3 separate regions of the Mus musculus genome follow, and all the other regions are linked to region 2. The links are chromatin contacts, called in public HiCAR-type maps. All regions are on one chromosome and are shown on one strand. Each heading gives the region's core, a stretch centred on a gene start, on an enhancer-like site or on the middle of the called end of the contact. The rest is flanking DNA. Distances are from core to core; before and after follow the strand shown. Region 1 has its middle 4.2 kb from the start of Gm26002. Region 2 holds the start of 2610044O15Rik8 (RIKEN cDNA 2610044O15 gene). Region 3 holds the start of Itgb1 (integrin beta 1 (fibronectin receptor beta)).

Region 1 (3,785 bases), core at 1,197-3,696, 580 kb after region 2:
ACTACACAGCGAGTCAAGGCCAGTTTGAGCTATAGAAGACCCTGTTGTGTTGTGTTGTGTTATGTTATGTTATGATATGATTTGTTTTGTTTTGTTTTGTTTGAGACAGGGTCTCACTCTATAGCCCTGACTGTCTGATTGTCCTAGAGCTCATTATGTAGACCAAGCTGTTCTGGAACTCACTTTGTAGATCAGGGAAGCCTCGAACTCACAGAAATACACTTGTACTCTGGAGAGTTTTGTCTTTCTGCTGTGTCTGGCAGGCAAACTCGAGTTGCAAAAGAACATTATAAACTGGGGAATTAGTAAACAGATTTTTTTTTTTTTTTTTTTTTTTTTTTTTTTTTTTTTTGTCTAGAGCAGGTAGTTAAGTTGTCCAGTGAGGTCTTCCAAGGTGGCACCCTGTAACTGTACCCTTAAGAGCAGAAGGAGCACCTTATTCTTGCATAGTAGAAGGTAGAGGGGGGAGAGATCAGATTGAAGTTCATGGACTCAGGCCTTAATCCTGTTATTGAGCATCAACCTTTCTTACTAAATCAGCTCTTTTCCTGCCATTCCTCTTAGCATCAAGCTGGGAGGCCTACATTTTAGAAAGGTCATGTTGGAATCAGTGTGGGGCCCAAGGAGGCCCTGACCACTCTTTATGTCTGTGTGCTTTACTGAGCATGCTCAAGATTGCTTAGAAACAGGCAGAAACCTAGGAGATATGGGCATGAAAGGCATAGTAGTCATTGCTTCTATCACACGCCTAAGCCAGATGATGGAGGGTTCTGTTTTTCTTGTCTTCTCCTGAGATGGGGTCTCCTGTGCCCAGGCTGGATGCTCCTCCCCACGGGACTGATGATGAGTCTTAGCTCTTGTCTTTGCTTCTCCAACGCTGAGTGCTGGGATTACAGATACATGCTGTTGTGCCTGCTTTATGTGGTGCTAGGGATCAAACTTTGGGCTTCATGTGTACTAGGCAAGAACTCTACCACCAGACCTACATCCTCAGCCCCCTTTCTCCCATTTTCATGGAACCTAAGAATAAGTGATAGACTCATTCTAGTTAGTATTTTAAATCCTCCCTATTAATCACTTATATATTTATTATCATCTGGTAATAATAGACAACATATACTTAAATACTGGTCATCAGGTAATAGTATTATGTGATGAAAACATTTAAAAGCTAAGAATATATTTCTTATAAGAAGTTCAAAAGCTTTACGTTATAACCACGGAATAGAGTGCTACAACCCCAGAGAGGATGGTGCAGACTTTATGCCTGGAAAGTGAGGGTGTATAGTGTGCCCATGTTAACAAAAATGACCAGTAGGAATAAACAGCAACACTTTAGAGCCTTTGTTACGTAGTCAAGTCTCTACCTCTTGGAACCTGCATATGATCACGGCACTTAGGAGATGTAGTCAGAGGTTCAGAAGTTCAAGACAGTGAGGTTGAGACCTGCCTGAGCTATAACAGACCCTGGCTCGAAAACCAAACCAAACAAAATTCAGATTTCTCCCTGTCAGCTAGGCTGCCTCAGGTGTGGCCTGTAACTGAGTTTGCTTTTTAATTTTTAGCAATGTATGTTAGTCATAGAGAATTTTGTTTAAGATCATAAGCTTTTCCTATTATTTTTATTTTAGATAGTCTCACTCTGTAGTCCATACTGACCTGGAACTTGCAATGTTTGATCCTCCTACCTTAGCCTTCTTGCTACAATAGACTTCAGCAACTCTCCAGCTGAGTGTTCTAATTATTTATATGGGGTTGGGGCAAGCAGGCTGGGCATATAGCTGCATGGTAGTGCACTTGCCTAGCACCTACCAGGACATGGATGCATTCTTGACCCTGGAAAAGATTAAAAAAAAAAAAAAAGGAAAGAAAATATAAAATATAGTAATGTCAACCTTTCATTTTTAAGGTGTGGAAAGCCTTTTGCATCAGTTCTCCCAAAATTTAGTAACTGTTTACCACCCTTCTGGCAATTGGGTTTTCTGGGTATGCTGACATTTGTGAGGTTCCCTTTTCTAGCCTGCCTTCATCATAGCCCCTATCAGTTAGTAGAATGCCTTCAGCCCAGAACTGACTTCCTCCTGACCCTGGGGCCCAGTCTCCTACAGATGGCAGCTGGCTCAGGCTTCTCTATCCGCTGCTTCTTCTCTTCCCGTTCAGTCTCCCCACCCCTCCCATCCCCCTTCCACCAGGCTGTTTTCTTTCTATATATGGTAATACTGCTCACTAGCATAAGCCACTAGCTTCCCGGGAAGGCTGGAAAGTGACATCACCCTAACATAAACTTTCTGACACTGGCTGCAGTCTTCTCTGTTACCAACTGGGAGGGTTATTGTTAAGGCAGCTGTAGCGATGCAAGCTCTGAGTACTGCTGAGAAGTAGCCAGCCTGACAGGCGCCTGCTGCACAGTAGTGAAGCTGCCATCGCAGCACCGCGCCGCGCCCTTATTCCAGCCAGTGTGCTAGTTCCTCCTGACCGCTCAGCCAGTAGCGGTATTTGCGAGGCTCTCAGGCCCACAGATGGAGGGTTTGTCCAGGGTCACGTGGCTTAGCTGTAAACATGGAATTGCACACACACACACACACACACACACACACACACACACACACACACACACACACACACACACACTCATACAAGGAGCAAGAGAGAGGAAGTTCCAGGATGTTGGAGAGTAGCGCAGAACCCAGCTGGTTAATTAGTCCCGGAATTAAAGCTTCCTCTGTTCCCTAGTGAGACTGACCCCAGAAAAGCAAAGGCCATTCGGAATCACCAAATCACAAGAAGCTTAAAGGAAATGCGTGTGACTAGGACGTCTTTTGAAAATGATCTCATCATCCTTGAAAATACTTTTCCTGGTTATTTGGTTTTAAAAAAAATGCTTAAACTGGCCCAATGAAACAAGCCTGTGTGGAATCCCAGTAGAGACTGAGCCAATGGAATCGCAAATTCAAGGCCAATCAACTTGGGCTATGGAGTTGAGTTCCAGGCCAACAAGAACTACTTAGTGAGACTGAAACTAAAAAGTGTAAAAAGAGACCTAGGAATGTAGCTCCATGGTAGTGTTTGCCTTGCCTGCACCAGTCAGTGCTGGGGAAAACAAAAACAAACCAAAACTTTGACAGGGAAACCAAGGCAGTTCTGAGGTTGGTAGAGCCCTCCCACAGGGCCTTTCAGCCTGATTTCCCTCTTCACTAGAATAGCCCTGCTGCCCTTCCCACCCAGATATGCCCTTACTCTGACAAGCAGAAGTTGATCATGACAGAGAGACAGCTCAGTCAGGAAAAGCACTTACTTGCCTTGCAAGCATGAGGACTTTATTCAGTCTGCAGTGCCCTGGTAAAGCTGTGTATGATGGCAGATGCCTGCAACCACAGGAAATGAAAACAGGGTTCCTGGGGCCAGCCAGCCTAGCCAAATTGATGAGCTTCGAGTTCAGTGAGAGATCCTGTCTCAAAACATAAGATGAGAGAGACCCCAACATCAACCTAAGCCCCCCATATATACGTGCATACACACGAGCACCTACACATATGCAGAGAAGCAAAGGTGACAGATTATTTACTGCACTATAACCAACCTGGCCTCATTTTATAACACCACAGTCATGGCCTTCATTATCTATTCCCTTCCAGAATTCCTTATTGGTGAAAACATAAAACTTAAGCTCAGCTGTCTTGCGCGCGCTCAACTGGCCAGGAAGAACAATGCTGCAACAGGATCCTTCTGCACACGTTTATTCAGTCCTGTTTCTTCTTGTTTATATCTCCCTTGTTTATATATCT
Region 2 (3,812 bases), core at 1,219-3,718:
CATATTTAGCAAAATCAATTTCAGTTTATGTTCTGTTAGGCCTATTGAAATTTCATGCCTAAGTTATCACTTGGGCTTCTAAATAATCTTTGTATCTTCAAGCTTTTCTTTGTACTATTTTTCCTCTTAGTGAACATTACTCAATACCCTTGCTTGGACTAACTATGACTACCCTTTGAAGCTTTGAGGGAATCATCCCTATATTTTTAGTCTCCTCAATGTAGACTGGACAGAGGTCAGAATTAAACTTAGATTACAGGCAGTTTGTCATAAATGTTGATCTGAAGACAGAGACTTTAATCCCATATGTATTTCCCATGTGTCATACTCTAAGTGCCTTAAATACCTCACTTATTACTTCAGAACTTCCAGTGGCTTTGTAGGGTTTTGTTTTGTTTTTTTATTCTCATTTTTGGAAATTTCCATCCTAATCTATATATAAATCCTTCTTTATTAAAACTATTTCTGTCTTTCGATCATTCTAACATTTTATATTTGTTAATACCATAACATACTTTATGTTTAACAAATAAATTCATAATCTACTATGAGAACATTTATTTAGGGGTGGGGAATAAGCAATGTTTATCCCCTCTTTCTAAGTTCTCAATGGCACCACATTTCAAAATTATCATAGTTCAACCAAAGATGCCAATGAAATTATTTGGTTTACTTTCACAAAATTGACAAGGTGTTTCTTATGAGACTGTGGGTATCCTACAATCAGTCACATTAAAAATGCCTTACTCAGGCTGGAGAGATGGCTCAGTGGTTAAGAGCATGGACTGCTCTTCCAGAGGACCTGAGTTCAATTCCCAGTAAGCACATGGAGGCTCGAAACCATCTGTAATAAAATCCAGCGCCTTCTTCTGGTGTGTCTGAAGACAGCAACAGTATATTCATAGACATAAAAAAAAATCTTTAAAAAAATGCCTTACTCAGTATGTATGGAGACAATTTCACATAAGTAGTTATCCCCCTTCTACCTTTTAAAAGTACTGGCCAGGCATGTCCTGGTTTTTTTGTTTGTTTGTTTGTTTTAGATTTAGTAAAATTTAAAAAGTCCTGCTGTGGTTATTTTAATTCAATGAAGCTGAAGGTATGAAGATGGTTGTTGTTTAATTTAGAAGATAAGACACAAGTCCTGTGCTTGTATATTTATTTGTTTTTAGTGAGGCTTTACTGGATATTAAACAGGGAAGTTCTTTCAAATTGTCTACTTCCTTCCCTACATTTTTTAGCAAGGTGTTTTGTTTATTCATTCATTTGTTTTGTTTTGAAACTGGCATTAGTAAGTACTTATTTCTTCAGAATTCTGGGAAGTACTCAAGATCCACTGAGATATCAAGCAATGTGAACTCAACAAGTCCTTGATTTTTCTACTTTCCCTTGGCAATGAATCTGCTCAGCTATTATTGGACTAGGAGGACCACTGTCTGTAAGACATTCTATTAAATCCCCTTTCTACATACACAGAGAAATTAATCCTATGAGATGAGGTACGTTTTTCTATACTAAGACAACTGTGGTTTTTCTCCACCTTGCCACTGAGGAAGATGTGCTGGCTAACAATAGTGCTCTACTGTTTGTCATGTTTTCTGGTTTTCTCCCAAGGTTGTTTCATACCTTTTTGGTGAAAAGGAGCTGCAGTTTCCCTGAGCCCAGCATGAAGCCACAAAACAAAACTCTTGTTTCCTAAAATCCTCTTTAATGTTAATATCCTGGGCATCCTTCCACCGGTGGGCCAGATTGATACCTGCACTCCAAGTTCAGTAACAGGCTATCAGATACCTTCAAGAAGGGGAAGTGCTGTGAAGAAAGTTCAAGCAAGCTACGAAGGAGGTCATGGTGAGTGCAGGATCACTGCCCACAAAGGGGAGGAGCAGGCGGCTAAAGAGCCTGAGCTGAAATGCTGTGTCCTCTCCCACGGCTTGGAGGATAGGCACAAAAGCTACTGGAGTGCAAGTCAGACCTGAGATCTGGAAAAGGTCTGACCCAGGACTGGAAACTCTATTTAACCTTGAGGAGGGGTAAGACTCACTGGCCAATCAAGGCCCCCAGGCGGACCTGCCAGTCAGACAATGAGGAGGGTTCTTCCGGGTGGCTTGCTGCATGTTTGTTTCGGCTGTGCAGGCTTGAATGGTTCTTTCCGTCCTGATTGGGTGCTGTGAGGGGACCTCAAACAAGCTCCGAAGTTGAGACATGGTGAGTGTGAGATCACTGCCCACAAAGGGGAGAAGCAGGCGGATGGCCGGAGCTGCAACGGTGGGTCCTCTTCCAGGGCTGCATGGGACGAGAGATATCACGAGCAAGATGCCAAACTTGGTGGACAGACACAAATGCTACCGGAATGCAAACCACTCCCGGGATCTGTAAAAGGTCTGGCCCGGGACAGGAAGCACACTTTAACCTAGAGGAGGGGTAAGGCTCACTGGCCAATCAAGGCTCCCCTGCGGAACTGCCAGTCAGACAATGAGGCGGGTTCTTCGGCTGCCTTGCTAGAAATTTGTTTTGGCAGTGCGGGCTTGAATGGTTCTCTGTATCCTGCTTTGAGCGATGTTGTTGGGTGCTTTGAGGGGACCTCAAGTAAGCTCCGTTTTTGAAACATGGTAAGCGCAGGGTTACTGTCTATAATGGGCAGGGGCGGGTGGCTGAGCAGTGCGAGCTGAGGTGGTGGATCTTCTCTGGGCTGGATGCTCCTCACTTGCTAAAACAGGCGGTGAACTCTGAATAACATCAGTATCAGGGCTGAATCTAAAAACATTTGGACTAGGGGCTTGCTTGTAGAAATATCACGAGCAAGATGCCAAACTTGGAGAGCCCTAGTTTCTCTTGAATCTTATATAAGTTTTGCCCTTAGCATTTATCTATTAGGTGTAAGATCCATTTGTAGTTAATTTTGTAGAGCTGTTAAAAGGCATCTCATGTGTTGGATAGCACTCCCATATTAAGCTGAGATGTAGAAGAGTAGAATTGATGATGTAAAGGATTTACCAAGCTTAGGAAATAATGACAGTAAGTAGCATTTAGCTGATGGAGGACTGCATCAAAAACACCCCACAGATTAGTATGATAAGCAGGCCGGTTAGAGACTAGGAAGCTAGGATTCACATGTTTGCTCACCAGGTTTGTCTAAACATCTGGCTCCAAACCATAACAAAGGAGGCAACTGTGTTGTACAACCAGCCACTTGGCACATGCTCATAGCAAAAAGCAGGTCTGTAACAAGCTGCTCAATCTGTCATTAGAGTCACAACCAACATTAAGGACTGGTGTGCCTGAAATCCCCATTTTCTAATTGGGAAAAGCATAGTTCTGCCACATGGGAAAGACTACACTGGTTGACATCCATTTGAGAAGGAAAAACACCTATGTGCTTGCAGACAGGAGCCGAGCATGGTTGTCCTCTGAGAGGCTCTATCAGCAACTGAGACAGATGCAGATACTTACAGCAAACCAATGGACTCCAGTCAGGGACCCCTATGGAAGAGTTAGGGGAATCAAATAACCCAGATCCCTCGTGGTTCACAAAGACTAAGCCATCAACCAAAGAGCATACATGGGCTGGCCCATGGTCCCAGGAACATATGTAGCAGAGGACTGCATTGCCTGTACTGAGTGGGAGACTATACACCTAATCTTGTAGAGACATGATGCCCTAAGGAAGGAGAATGGGGAAGGTGAGGTGGTGGTGGGTGAGTGGATGAGAGGAGTGGAGATGGGGTGATCGAGCATGGTCTCAAAGGCAAAGGGAAGGGGGAATAGGTAAAACATCCTGAGAGGGGGGACCAGATAGTGGTGCAATGTTTGGA
Region 3 (3,819 bases), core at 338-2,837, 550 kb after region 2:
TTCGGGCCTTGATGTCCATCAGTATGCAAGAGGTAACTCTAAACTAAAATTTCTTAGTCCATTCTACAGGTTATCTAGGATATGACCTACTGTAATGGCTGTGTGCGATTTAAAAAAGAAATCTAATCAGAATTCATCTAACATTTATTTCTGTCCTATGCAAGCAACAACCACCATTAAAAAATAAAAACCTTAAGTCATACTATCCTCTTCATACCCAAGTGGAATGGCATATCCAGGAGACTTTCCTAATACTACCAAAACATTCTGAGAAGTTTGTAGATTTTTTTTAACATAGCAAAAGCAATGAAAAGTAATTAATGTATATGAAGCATTGTTGTCTAAGTTGTGGTTTTACATTTCACTACCTACTGTGTCCTTTTCTTTTTTTTCTTTTCTTTTTTTTTCTTTTCTTTTTTTTTTTTTTTTTTTTTTTTTTTGAGGCATTGCCCTGGATTCCTCTTGCCATACATATACATACACACACACACACAAAATGCCTTCTTTATTTTACATTAGTTAGGTTACTTAAAGTTCAAATATAGGCTCTGGAGGTGAGCCCATGAACTCTCCAAATTACTTAAAACTCCTGCACCTCAGTTTCTTCCTTTGTAAAATGAGATAGGCAGTCCCAATACCACCATGGATCAGGATCAGGGTTCTGCAGTGAGGTCAGTACATGCTGGGAGTTTACATGCTGGGAGCTGGGTCTGACCCTCGTGTCACAAGAATTACTATAATTAGTGTAGGAACTCCTTTTCTCTTTTAAAGATGAGGAAACGGAAATAGGATAATTTATTACTAGTTATTACTAGGTTTCAAATTAAAAGTTCAAATTCACTGTGGCATTCGGGATCAGCGCGGTCATTAACCCAGCCTGTCACTAGGAGGCACGAGAAAGGGTAGGCAGCCACACTCCACGAGGCCCCGGGTGGGCACCGCCTCGCGGACCACGGGCGCTGCGGCCTGGTTCCCAGGGTCCCGCGCCGCGCTGGGGAAAGGCGCCCGCTGGGCACCGACGGACCGAACCCCTCTAAGGTCAGCGGCACCCAGATCCCTGTCGTACCCACCCTTGAACCCCGCCACGCCCCGGTGTGACAGACTGGGCTCGCGACCCTCCCTTAGGACAAGGCCGGGCGGGGCGGGGAGCTGCAGCCGAACGAGGCCGAGCGCCGCGGTCCCTAAAACCGGACTCCACCCGGCCCAGGCCGCAGAGACACGCCTGGTTAGCCCGAGTTGCCCGGAGCCCACGCCCGCACGTCCACACGCCCGCGGCCTTACCTTTTCGCAGCGTCCGCCCGACACGCGGGCGGCCCGGGCTCCGCCGCGTTCCGCCTCTCGGAGGGTCTCGGGTCGGTGTCGGCGGACCTCGGCCTTTCGGAGGGTCTCGGGCCGGCGTCGGCGGGCCTCGGCTTCTCGGTTGGTCTCGGGTGGCGTCGGCGGGCCTCGGCCGCTCCGCGGGTCTGGCGGCTCTTCAGCGAGTGGGCGGAGACTCGGCCCGCCTGTCCCTCAGGAAGCCGCCCCGCCCCGCCCCCGCCGCGAAGCTCTTTCTCCCGGGCTGCCCGGCTTTTCTCTCCCTCCGGAAACGCATTCCTCCGCGCCGCGTCAGCCGCGCCTGAAAAGGAGGGGGAGGCGGCAGGAAGAAGGAAGGTGGGGCAGGGTGCAGACAAAGGAGCTCGGTCGTTCGGCCCTTTCTGCCTGGGGTACCGCGCTGAACCACCGAGGGCGCCGGCCGCCCGGCTGGAAAGCCCAGCCGCAGTCTGTGTCCGGTCCCTGGGATCCCGAGCCAGACCTCTCTGTGGGCTGAGGGGACAAGAAGGATCGGGTGTTCTGCAGGCAGCCCTCGGACCCGCCCCGTCACCCTAAGATTGCAGACTCCCGCTCCACCCTTGCTGTGCCACCCTGCGCTCCTTGGCGCCGCATTTGCTCAATTTTCTATCTGGGTGGCCAAGCACAAAAAGGAAAAATGTTATGTTTGCGCACTTGCTTTCTCTTTTCTGGAAAAAGAATTGAAAAGTAGCCAGTCTCAAAATCTAAATGAGAAGCTTGAAACTTGGACTTGCCTCGTCATACTGAAAGCTGTGGGACAGCAGGTGCCATCAGCTTACCCGAAGAGTGTGGGCTGCCAGGAGGAGCAGGGCACCCAGCCGTAAAGACAGCTTTCATTGCCGGGTTTATGAACCCAAGAAATAGTGTTTCTGTTCTGGAAGAGTAAAACTGGGATGCCAAAAAAAAAAAAAAAGATTAATCACTATGGAAAAGTTATATGTTGCCCATGAGCAAATCAAATGTATTGTTTAACTAAAATTTTAATAAATGAGCATCGTTTTTCTAATTAGTAAATGACTGAACTTAAAAGGCTACGTCTGCATCGGCAGCCCAGCGGTAAAGCTCAGTGACGTTCGTTGCCTTTAAAGGTATTGATCTTACCACTTTGAGTTAAACCATTAGCCCAGTCTCTGCACAAGAAACAGCTTTATAAACATACTTTATCAATGCTTGGCCTGAACTGTGTGAGCTTTCATTCGTGTGACTTGAGGAGGGAACAATCTACCACAAGATCGACACACACACACACACACACACACACACACACACAAAATAGTGTTTGTGCTGCTCTCCCAGGACTCAACCTAAGCTGTCAGAGGAATACCAATTTACATGTACAAGTCATAAACTTTGAAGAAAATAGAAATTAATAAGTTCCATAATTGCTCAGAAATGTAGCTATACTTGAATTCATAAAAATGTTAAGAGATGGGCAGTTACTTAGCTATGTAAAATGCATGAACATTGTTCTAATTACTTGTCTCACTACTGGGGCACAATAACTGACAAAGCAACTTAATGAAAGAATTTATTTTAGCTCACAGTTACACGGTACAGTCCATCTCAACAAGAAAGTTGTAGTGGCAGAAGCATGAGGTCCAATTACACCCACAGCCATTTACCCTGTGCCTGGAGGATTGAAGTTCTACCTTGGCAGAAAATATAAGCTGCCTCTTGCTTTTTCAAAATGTAAGCCTTTCTCCACTGTAGCATTTACTGTGCTGTTGGTTATTCTCCCCAGCAATAGCTATTGCAGCTATTTAGTAACAACCCAAGGGTAGAAATAGAATTCTTTCCGTGAAAAAGAGTGAAGTATAGGAAACAATCAAGTAGGGGGCTGGAGAGAGGGCTCAGCAGTTAAGAGCACTGACTGCTCTTCTGAAGGTCCTAAGTTCAAATCCCAGCAACCACATGGTGGTTCACAACCATCCGTAATGAGATCCGATGCCCTCTTCTGGTGTCTGAAAATAGCTACAGTGTACTTACATATAATAATAAATAAATCTTAAAAAAAGAAACAGTCAAGTGGGCCATCAAAAGCCCCTGTCCTACATTTTTTTATCCCAGCACTTGGGAGGACTCAGAGGCAGGAGAATCTCTCAGTTTGAAGCCAGCCTCATCTATAGATCGAGTTGAAGGAAAGGGAGGGAGGGAGGGAGGGAGGGAGGGAGGGAGGGAGGGAGGGAGGGAGGGAGGGAGGGAGGGAAAAATTCCTGTCTTGCCCAGGATCCTTCTTTGTTTGCATTTCTCTTTGTGCTAGAGCATTTTCTTTCAATCGTCAGGATTTCCACTGCCAGCCACAGACTGAGTCTGAGTCCATGAAGGTAAGCAAGTTCAAGCTTGGATACATTTTTCAGCCTGAGTGGGTCTCTCAGCCATGTTTTGTTTCTCCTCAATATCTTTGCTATCTTTCTATCCAGCTCATGTATTACAATGTTTGAGCAGTAGTAGAATTTGGAATGCCAGACAGTTCATATTTGAGGCAGTCAG

What was found. HiCAR-type assays count read pairs that join an accessible place to other places.
Region 1: a HiCAR-type map of astrocytes shows a contact between it and region 2, with 2.7 times the contacts expected there. The contact joins the enhancer-like site here to the promoter of 2610044O15Rik8 in region 2. A contact is called at or near these places in 2 of 39 promoter capture datasets (the 3T3-L1 cell line and stem cell-derived epiblast-like cells), 1 of 15 datasets of contacts at CTCF or cohesin (large pre-B cells), 1 of 484 Hi-C or Micro-C datasets (cortical neurons) and 10 of 115 datasets of contacts at active chromatin or transcription factors (the 230-238 cell line, the NIH/3T3 cell line, astrocytes and 5 more).
Region 3: a HiCAR-type map of astrocytes shows a contact between it and region 2, with 2.4 times the contacts expected there. The contact joins the promoter of Itgb1 here to the promoter of 2610044O15Rik8 in region 2. A contact is called at or near these places in 1 of 39 promoter capture datasets (pre-B cells), 1 of 484 Hi-C or Micro-C datasets (embryonic stem cells) and 8 of 115 datasets of contacts at active chromatin or transcription factors (the 230-238 cell line, astrocytes, bone marrow-derived dendritic cells and 5 more).

What each region holds. Positions count from the first base shown.
Region 1 is chr8:128,653,327-128,657,111 of GRCm38.p6, reverse strand. No RefSeq gene overlaps it. Among named protein-coding and RNA genes, the nearest start is that of Gm26002, 4.2 kb to the right of the region's middle. Within about 2 kb of position 2,446, at least 341 of the 459 cell types and tissues checked have an H3K27ac peak or open chromatin away from gene starts, as enhancers often do. A contact at or near this core is called in the NIH/3T3 cell line, astrocytes, bone marrow-derived macrophages and 5 more, where this site is marked.
Region 2 is chr8:129,232,702-129,236,513 of GRCm38.p6, reverse strand. It overlaps 2610044O15Rik8 (RIKEN cDNA 2610044O15 gene), which reads left to right and starts at 2,468. Exons shown (of 5, transcript NM_153780.3): 1 at 2,468-2,609. The coding sequence starts at 2,607.
Region 3 is chr8:128,683,422-128,687,240 of GRCm38.p6, reverse strand. It overlaps Itgb1 (integrin beta 1 (fibronectin receptor beta)), which reads right to left and starts at 1,587. Exons shown (of 16, transcript NM_010578.2): 1 at 1,282-1,587.